Linked DNA regions of Aedes albopictus: region 2 is linked to region 1. A link is a contact called in public Hi-C data. All regions are on one chromosome and are shown on one strand. The core of a region is the stretch at or near the end of the contact, and the rest is flanking DNA. Distances in the headings are between cores, read along the strand shown.

What was found. A called contact is a pair of places that touch in the nucleus more often than the background predicts.
Region 2: a contact with region 1 is called in a Hi-C map of whole body, with 5 times the contacts expected there. The contact joins the promoter of LOC109417248 here to the promoter of LOC109417170 in region 1. A contact is called at or near these places in 2 of 3 Hi-C or Micro-C datasets (embryo and whole body).

The regions. Positions count from the first base shown.
Region 1 is chr2:105,118,348-105,123,445 of AalbF5, reverse strand. LOC109417170 (ATP-dependent Clp protease proteolytic subunit, mitochondrial) reads left to right here and starts at 1,533. Exons shown (of 2, transcript XM_019691296.3): 1 at 1,533-1,697; 2 at 1,766-2,534. The coding sequence starts at 1,656. The coding sequence ends at 2,401.
Region 2 is chr2:105,521,369-105,526,992 of AalbF5, reverse strand. It overlaps LOC109417248 (cilia- and flagella-associated protein 20), which reads right to left and starts at 3,257. Exons shown (of 2, transcript XM_019691363.3): 1 at 2,819-3,257. The coding sequence starts at 3,094. It overlaps LOC109417231 (methionine aminopeptidase 1D, mitochondrial), which reads right to left. Exons shown (of 4, transcript XM_062855013.1): 1 at 5,262-5,624; 2 at 4,970-5,189; 3 at 4,454-4,907; 4 at 4,101-4,390. The coding sequence starts at 5,332. The coding sequence ends at 4,194.

The DNA of each region.
Region 1 (5,098 bases), core at 284-2,783:
TGCTCACTTTCTGGTAGGGATAAACCGATCTGACGTTTGGCTTGTGTCGTTTGCCAGCTGGTCGATAAGATCGATCATAAAACTTATCGATCAGCTGTCAAACGACACAAGCCAAACGTCAGAACGTTTTATCCCTACCAGAAAGTGAGCATGTTTGTGGCGGCCATTACCGCTCGTGAATTGCTGGATACTCGGAACTAAAACTTACCCAAACTGTGACTAACAAAAATAAGTAACACGGGACGTTTCGGATCAACTGTGAATGGAAATTTGACATAAGGTCGCACTGTAACTCGGGTGTAACAATATCAAACACAACACTGTTGTCGCTTGGTATAAAATGGACTAATGGACTATAGCCTATTTTACGAAACGACAACAGTGTTGATATTGATATTAACACTCACGGGCTTGGGCGCAACCTCCTGTCAAAATTTCATTCATGAAATGAGCGATCAGCTGATCCGAAACGTCTCGTAAAATGGCTCATTATCGCGCTTTTCTAGGGAGGTGTACACAAACTACGTCACGCTTGTAGGGGGAGAGGGGCTTTGAAGATCGTGAAAACCCATACAAACTATTTTGAGGTCCCATACAAATAATTTTGAGGTCCCATACAAAAATTGTAACATAGGGGGGAAGGGGGGTGTTGAAAAAGGCCAATTTTTGCGAGACATAATTTGAGAATCCCCCTAGGATTCTCAGCAAGCTGCGTTCGCAACAGGGTTAGAAACTCGCAGAATCAGGTTGCGCCTAGGGTTGCGCCCAATGGATAACGAGATGGACAATCAACTGCCGTGTGCAAATCAAACCAGTGCAATCATTTCGCGAATTCGCGATAAACAATGGCTAGTGAAGATCATCAGCATCCAAGCGATTAATCTGGGCACATAATAATAAATAATATTTATGCAATGTAACTATCATAATTTATATTTTTTTATCTAACTCATTTTGGTATCCAAATAACCAATTTTTCCGGAATAGCACGAAATAGTTCATTACGCAATTGAAATGAGTTGCATAATTAAAAATAGTTGTATAGCGCATTTAGTTCACCACTGGACTATCGCACTAGTTTTCACGAGTGCGAAAACGCTAATAAAAGTGCGCGATTGCATCAAATCAACTCGGTGTCTTCAGAGCACTTGTTCTCCATAGATTGAAGAAATAGTGCGCCGAAGACTTCAACCTGATTTGATGCAATCGCGCACTTCTATTTACGTTTTCGCACTTATAATATCGCAGTTCGCAGTCCAGTAGTGAACTAAATGCGGTATATAATGTTCATAATGCAGCTCATTTTAGTTGAATTATGAACATTATGCAACTCAAACGGTTTGCATTATGAAAAAATCATTGCACACAATTTTGTATATATTATAAATAACTATTAAATATGTACCGTAAATAATAAATTTTTATCCGGGCAGGTCCATTTGATATGATGGTGCAGAATTTCGAACTCACCACTGTACAGTGCAGATCAAAAATATTTTTAATCTTTTGGATCATAAACGTCAAACCGCTGTGGGCTCACTTTCGTTTGTGATTGCGAAACATTGTTTACGAATCACAATTTCCATCGTTTATCGTCGTTTTTTCCGGATAAAATTAAAATTTATACCATTTATTATTGAAATAAAATCTCAGAAATGATGCATTTAAGGACTATAATCAAAAGTGTCGCAAATGCGGTAAGATCGAGGGTGTGCTATTAATTTATTACGAGTGACTTTACATTCATGGTGTTTCTTCTTTTTAGCGAAATCTATCCACCTCCAGCCAGCGATTACTCAATCTGGTTCCAATCGTGGTGGAACAAACGGGACGTGGCGAGCGCGCCTATGACATCTTTTCCCGTTTGCTCAAGGAGCGAATCATTTGCCTGATGGGTCCAATCCATGACGATCTGAGCTCGTTGATCGTAGCGCAACTGCTATTCCTGCAGTCAGAAAACGGAACCAAACCGATCCATATGTACATCAACTCTCCCGGAGGTAGCGTCACTGCCGGACTGGCCATCTATGATACCATGCAGTACGTGAAGCCTCCAGTGGCTACGTGGTGTGTCGGCCAAGCCTGTTCGATGGGATCGCTTCTGTTGGCCGCCGGTGCCCCTGGGATGCGTCACTCATTGCCCAACGCACGGATCATGATCCACCAGCCGTCTGGAGGAACTCAGGGTCAAGCCACCGACATTCAAATCCAAGCGGAAGAGATCCTCAAGCTGAAGAAGCAGTTGACGGAAATTTACGGAAAGCACACGAAAACTGCGGTCGATGTGCTGTACGCCAAAATGGAACGAGATACGTTCCTCAATCCGGAAGAAGCACAGGCCCTAGGGATCATCGACACGGTGCTGGAGCATCCACCGTCGTCCACCGAGGGATCGTCGTGATTCAAAGGATGAAAATAGATTATGTGGCAATTTATGTTGACTTTGTTAGGGTTTTATTGCAAATTTAATATCGATTCTACAATAAAATGATTGATCATTTGTATAAGGTGACTTACCCTATACAGTATTCCAAGCAGTAAATGCCTAATTTAATGCTGTGAACGCCATTTGACATTATTTCATTACAGAAAACCTGCTACAAGTCAAGAGCAGGTAGCGGAAAACCGTTCAAATTATCGTACGCGATTAACCTTCCTAATGCAACATACATGCTGGGAACAGCCGCTGACGTGGTGCACGGTTTGGGTCGACCAAAAATATATCGTAAAACGGGGTATCTTTGATAATGCGGGTAACATTGATAGTGCGACAGACATTGTATAGTTTATCTTATAACCAACTATGATTCCTTCAATCAGTTAAGAAAAAGGCAAACGTAGATCAAAACTGTACATATGAAAGTCCATCTTAAACGTATTTTCCTTAAAACCAAGTTTATCTTGTACCGACTTTTCGAACCCTAGAGCAGAATACCCTCTTCGAATGAGTGTAAACAGTTTCATACCTTTTAATTCCGCCCTAATTGCTTATCCTTTGACAGATACGCGTATTTCGACTACCACTTGTAATCTTCCTCAGTGTCAGTTATCCACTAGGATAGGATAGGAATGTTGTTTAATGGATCGAAGAGAATAAGTATGGCTTTTACTTTTGTTGTAGAATACGGCCTTAACCCCACACTACCCGGACCTTCCTGTTCGGGTGTCTGTTGAGAAGATTTTTCCCCTATGGCTCGAAAAAAAAAGCATGGCGATAATGGCATTGTCACAGATAATGTCAAATAGCTCGGCAATAGTCTCGAGCAAGCGTAAGCTGCTCGCGACAATAGCGGTCTCCATGCTAAGGTATGGCGCCGCTGCATCGCGAAGTGCGCTAGTGGTCAACCGGAACGTGAAACGACTCGAGAGTATCCACATGCTGCCTTAGGGTGGTCAGCGCACGGACTTAAAGGACGCGGTATATGTGCTTGCGGGTATGATGCTCATAGTACTAGTGGTGGCAGAGGACGCGGCATAAGAGGCGCGAGATGGATCGCCAGAACATCGTCTATGTTGAAGTGGCAGAGGGAATGGGATTCCTCCAGCAAGGGTAGATGGATACACAGGCTCATACTGGGCGTGTCTAAATGGACGAGCAGGCCCCTTGGCGAGATGAACTTTCACTTGACACGATTTCTGTCAGGCCATGGGTGCTTTAGGCGGTATCTGCATAGTTTCAGACATGCAGGTTCCTCCGCATGTCCGGAATGCGCAGACTGCAACGAAACCGCGGAGCATGTGCTCTTTGAATTCCCACGATTCGTGGAGCATATATCGAGTAGGTATGCAGGAGATATGCGGTCAGAGCCGTAGCGTGCGGTTGGCCAGGTTGGCCCCCGCCAAGGGCGCCAACCTTGGAGGGGCGCCGAAAAGGCATAAAGCTAGAGGCAAACAGAATGAATGTTATCAAGATTTCACTTTTCAAAGCATCTAAGATTGATCATGTGTTTTTACGTTCTTCCGATGTTACCTGGAAATTTATCTACTATATTATTTTGAGAAACTCAATATGTTTTCGAAAATCTTGCGAAAGTTTCTTTCTGATAATTCTTAAACATTCTTTTGAGGTTACTTCTGAGGGCATTCGTCGCATTCATTCAAATATATTAGTGTTGGCAAAATATTTTAAATGGAAAATGTAATTTCATATAATTGTTGAAAATAACTTTAAGTTTACTTGGGCTTAAACTTTTGTAAATCTAGCACAAACCATCAAGTCGTATGCACCCGAAAAACTATCAGTGAGTTTTTTTATTTCCTCAAAATAAATTTAATATTTTAGGAGTCCCTAATAAATTTCACCAGGCCGTTCTTCGGAATTTCTTGCTAGGTTTCCTTCACAAAGTCTTTCAAAAACTCTTTCAGAAATTCATCTATGGGGTTCTTTGAAAAATTCTCAAAGAATTTCTCCTGAAATACTTACGGAATCCTTTGATAAAATCAAATTGAAAATTCTTCTGGAGATTTATCACGAAATTTCTCGAGGGATTCTCTTAGAAATTTCTCCAGGGAGGCTATCAGGATTATTGAAGAATTTATTAAGAAATTATTCAAAAGATTCCTCCGCATGTTTCTACAAGAATTTTATCAGATTATTTTTCACAAAAAATAAGAAATTTGTGATGATGATAAACCTGGGCGCGAAATTTCTGCAGATATTCTTTCAAAAAATTTTTCAAGAGATAATTTTCGTTAAGGATACCTTCAGAAATTCCTCCACAGATTCCTTCAAAAATTCTTCTAGGGGTTGATACTTCTATATCTCAATACTTATTTACTTTTTTTTTTCCTATACTTATTTCAGTTTTTTTTCCTGGGTTTCTCCTGGATAATCTTCAATGAATTTCTAAACAAAATTCTCCAAAGTTTTCTTTACAAATTCTTGTAGAGATTCCTGCAAAAATATATTTAAGGATAACGGATTCATGGATTCTTATAGAAACTCCTGTAGAGATTCGTTTAGAAATCTTTCCAGCGATTCCTTCATAAATTTCTCTGAGAATTCCTTCAGGAATTCTTCCAGGTTATTTTAAGAAAATCATCTATTGATTCTTTTAGAAATTCGACCAGTTTCCTTCAGAAAGTCTTCAGAAAAATT
Region 2 (5,624 bases), core at 2,008-4,507, 400 kb before region 1:
GACATTTCCATAATGCTCATGAATTATACTTCCATATCGGTACTGAATATCGTAAAATTCAATTTTGATTTCGAACACATTTTTTATTGTATTTTGGGGCTCCTGCAGGTGCAAAGAGTACATAGTCATCAAATTAATATAAACAAAACTAACGAAACAACATGAATAAAGTGTGTACATTTATAATTGTTAATAATAGAACATCAAAATAGCCATCTGTGTTCCCCATTCCAAAATCTCTTGATAATCACGAAGAGGCCCCTACATACCTATCAGCAGATCGGCAAGTATTTAACTTATACTTATATGTAGGAATTTTTCGCTTATCACAGAACTTTATTCAAACTGGACACCCGAATTCAGGGGGCCTCCAAATCAGGGAAGCTTTATAACACTAGACCTGCCCTGATTTGGAGGCCCCCAAGATTCGGGGGCCCGGTGCGGACCGCACCCTCCGCCCCCCCTTGCTACGCCACTGATAACGCGCAGGTTCTCACGACAGCATCCACAAAAAGTTGATCGGTTTCACCTCTTTTATCTTTTTTTTAGTCGTCCTCCTCCCCATCCGCTTACGGTCTAAAAATAGATTTCCGAGCTGCCGCAGTTGCTACCGGCACCAACACAATCACATTCCGGGTTTGTTGTGGCAAAAGTGCAGTCGTTTGAATCAATCCATTATTTCATGTTGAAAATACCATATCTCTGTTTGTTTTAACAAACTGCCAAAAATTTCGACAAATGAAAATACAGGTATTCTTCGATATAACGTACCCTCGATATAGCGTACCCTCGATATAACGAATTCGATATAACGTACATTTTGCTTCGATATAACGTACAACATTGAAAATTTTTATTTTTCCCACGAATAACCCTTAGATAAACTACGATATCACTCAAATCAATGTTTTGTTGCAGCATTAGTCTTGTTACCCAGAATTAGCGCAATTTGAGGAAAAATTTAGTGTACGTTATATTGAAGCAAAATGTACGTTATATCGAAGCACAAAAAACGAAATGACTTTTTCGTAAAAATTCAAGTTTTTCATTATTGGTTTTGTGAGCTTCACGGAAATCATTATTTTGGATTAATTTCACGTCGAATAAATCAATACTAGCATAAAAAATATTAAATTTTTCTCTGCTTCGATATAACGTACACTTCGATATAACATATCAAGAGAAAACTTTTTTGTACGTTATATCGAAGAGTACCTGTATTTGTATTATCAAACAATAGAACAGTTCAGTTTAAACTAGAAATCAGTTTGTCGCTATAGTAAACTGAAAAATCGGTTGATTTGAACTAGAATTTAGTTGTGTTTACAATTTATTTTTCTGCGTGCTTTTCACAGGAACACTGGAAAAATATCAGACTCAGGGAGAAAGGTAAAAATAGAGACAAAAAAAAAAGAAGAATTTCATGAAAGAATCCTGGGAGAAATTCAGAAGAAATCACGAAATAATTCCCAGAATAAATCAATTAAAGAATTCCTAAAGGATTTATGGCAGGATTCTCTGACTGATTTTCCAAGGGAAATCTATCTATTGGATAACGGTTGAATGTTGTACTTCTAGAGGTCATGAGATTGAATTTAAGTCTAACTGATTCAGATTGTGTTACATAAATATCATGTAAATATCAAGGAATCCCTACCCCACAAATCAAATGTTTTCGTAGTCAACATAACTGCGGCTCAAGCGTGAGGCTCTAGCTGACAACCTATCTTTTATCACAGCAGCATAGTTTTAATGCTGGGTAAGAAAACAAAAAAGACCATAACAGTCCCCTGGTAAATATGATCTTAAAAATTTTTGACAGCGACGATAGCTCATTTCGGCGTAGCGTTGGAAGCTAAACTTCCTACTTTCTCCTTTTCCTCCAGACTTCCTTCTTTTCCGTCCTCATTTACATCGCAAGTGATATACCGGAGATGCCAATCGAAAGTGACCTTTTCATACTTTCGAAAAATATTCATTGCTTTCTTTGTGAATCTCGAGTTTCAACAACACACTAGAAATATAACACATACAAAAATGTTGTGCTAGGTAATTGTGAGAACAGATTGATTAGAAAAAGATACGGTAAATATATGAAACCTAGTTTGATTTTTAAGCTTTTACCTATTTTTCCTTGACTCGATCAATTGTAAACTGGTTTTCGCTCGATTAATAATTACAATTACAATTTTGCATGAAATGAAAAATTAGTGAAAAACTGTGAGCTTCATTTACTCAAAACCGAGATTTCGTCACTTATATCCCTTTCTTATCGCATCAATTTTAATACGTTTGACAAATGTCACGTGCTGGTAATAATTCAAAAATAAGTATCTAATATTCTTTTATGCTCATAAGACGAAATACAGCTCTTGCTGAAACGTAGTTATAGGAATTAACAGACTTTACCCTCGAAAGCAAAATTGTTTTCTATCGCGATCATTGCAATACTGCATGTTCTTCTATAAATCAAGAATCAGTGCTCGCCTTCAACTTCAACTGCCTTCCGTTCACAACGAACACAAATAGGGCACCGGATATTTTGTTTTAGCAACGGGTGACAATTTTCATACCTCATATACTCTTCTCATGTATTTATACGGAAGCATATAACGGCCTACAACATCAGAGGCAAGGTACAATGCCCTTCCGATGAATCGAATCGATTTTTGCTATTCTTATGACAAGCGGAATGCATGTTCTGCTGGTTCCTACTCAGGTTCACTGGCATTTTGAGATTGAACTTACGGATGATGGAAATGGTTTAAATTCTTACGATCAAGGTTATGTGCCCGACGACCGGCGCCCCGAAACCTACCTGCACTTCGAATGTGAAATATTTCTTCAGATTCTTGATGATCATCACCAGAAACGGGAGCTTGATGCCGAGCGTTTTCTTCGGATCGGCCGGACAGGTGATGTAAGTTGTGCTCACATTGGTGCCGATGATTTCCAGCACCAACGACTGGATGTCCTGATCGGTGATGCGCTTGATGTGCCCGTTGCGAACCTTTTTGTCCCATATCTGCAACGGTTTGCTTCCTATGCTGTACAGTATCGAGAGGAACCCGGACTGAAAAGTGTTTTTGAACATGATTGCACCACCGACACCGCACTTTTCACTGAGAATTTTCACCCGCGACTGATTTATCCGTCGAAAGAATCCTATTTTTCGCACACAATTTTCTCCCTAAACAAACTTTGGCGGCCGAAAAAGTCAAGTCAGATTGTTTTGTTTACCTCGCGTTTCCAACGATATGACATTTCAAGAGTATCATATGGAAATCACCCATACTAATTTTAATTATATTTTTCAAAGGCAGAGCAGACAGTTGAGCTCTTACAGCATTAACTTTTGACTTGAATTTGAATTATTTTGTTATGGACCAGTTAAGCTTAACCATTGCATATTTTTAAACGTAAGGAGTCTTCAGAAATTCATGACTGTTATTTTCTAAATTAATAAGAAGTTAGAAAATGCATAGGTATATTTCAAATGATGGACTAGTTTTTTGACATTTCCATGTCGCAAATGAATCGCGAGGTGCGCTAACGGAGCCGTTCGAGAGCATAAATTTAGGCGATACATTAGTCGAGTACATTTCGATCGAGTAGTTGTTACCCGAAGAAAAAAAAGCTTGAAACAGCTTGTGGGCGTGAGAGGATTAAAAATGGACAAAATTTTTAATAGCTTTGACGTTGCACAATCTAGTCGCGACGCCGCACAACTTGCAACGTTTTCAATCATGTCGGGAGTAGTACGCATCCTTTACGTTGTTGCCCACAACACAGCGCACTACTTGCGACACTTGGTGAAATATAGCAGGTTTTGATCGAATGTCTGTTGGATTTCTCATTACCGGATGCCCAATCGCTCGATGATTAAATAAATTATAAGTCCGGGCCTCCATCTCCCGCGATGATTTTGCAGATTCCAACGAAAATGCATTTTTGTTCTATGAGAAACCTTTTCGATTGTCAGTAGCTAAAAATATGATGTTTGATTTTTTTCAGATTTTAGAGTTATTGTTATAGCACAAGGCGAGATTCCATGATGGCATTCACGTGAGATAAGGAAATATTTATAAATCGCACGGCAATATAAATTCTGCAATACATTTTAAATTCCTTTTCGACAGTTACAATATTTTATTACTTTCCAACCTATCTAAAAATGAACCTGAACAAGCAACTTAATCGGGAATCGTTAGCACTTCGCATCCATCCTCGGTAATTAAAATGGTATGCTCAAACTGTGCACTTCGGGCATTGTCCACCGATACTGCAGTCCAATCGTCTTCAAGTATTTCCGCATCCATGACACCCAATGTGAGAATCGGTTCGATGGTGAATGTCATTCCTGGGCGCATCACTCCGGGAAAATCATTGTCTGCAATGAATGATTAGATGAATACAATTTTGGGATGATCGGTTATGCGGCGATAAATCTTACCGAAATGGAATACATCCGGAGGTCCGTGGAAGTAACTTCCGATCCCGTGCCCCAGGAAAGCTGGCATCACCGTTAACTTTTTCCATTTGGCAAACCGGGCTATCGACTTCCCGATAACATAAAGTGGTTGACCAGGTCCACAGCACAGAATGGACTCCGCCAAACAGCCTTCCGTCGATTCCACCAGATATCGGCCACGTTCGTCGACGTCACCCACAAGAACCGTCCGCGAGCAATCGCCATGAAAACCGTTATAGAACACCGTAATATCAATGTTAATGATGTCGCCATCCATCAGTTTCCGATCATCGGGAATTCCATGACATGCTACGTTATTGACCGACGTGCAGACTGACTTAGGAAATCCCAAATAGCGCAAAGGGGACGGATAGGCATTCGCTTGTATCACCTCGTTGTGGACAAACTCATCGATCTCATCGGTAGAAACTCCTATCTGAAATTGAAATGCGTGGATCATCGAACAAGAACCATCGAAGAATGTGAACATTAATTTACTTTAGCAAATCCACACGTCTTCTTCAGAATATTCGCCGCCAGTTTGCAGCTCTCCCGCATGCCTTGAATCTGTGAATCCGTTTTAATTTCGGGAGGTCCCTCGCCGGAACTGGGCGAATTCCTGACGAAGTAATAGCTTGGTTTGCAAATATGTTTCGGCACCGGTCGCTCCGGGGAAACTTTCCCCAGCTCTACGATGTTGCATTTTCCTAAGTCGTATCTGGAATTTTGACCATTAGTAGGTATGATCTATATCCCATTGTTCATTCAATACGAATGGCGCGGTACTTACTTTCTCCGACCAAAGAAATGACGATGACCTCCAAGATTCCATGAGTGGCACACATTTTTTAGTAATTTCATAATAATTCTACTGTTGGGTTTACGAATTTGATGGTTTTAATTTATGGTCACTTTATTTAGAAGTAAAAACTAGATTTTTAAATGCCGGTGGTGATGGAGAACCAGATCCGATTACGACAACCAACTAAACAGCTGATTTTTGTTATGATCCTTCTCGGTCGATGAGGAGTCAAAGTCGAGCAGTCATGTTTGTTAATCGCCTGCATGTAGGTATCAACATACACGCGTGCACCACAGCAAGAAAAGACATCTGGTGGGAAGTAGTGAAAAACTGTGTATACACTCAAGAAAA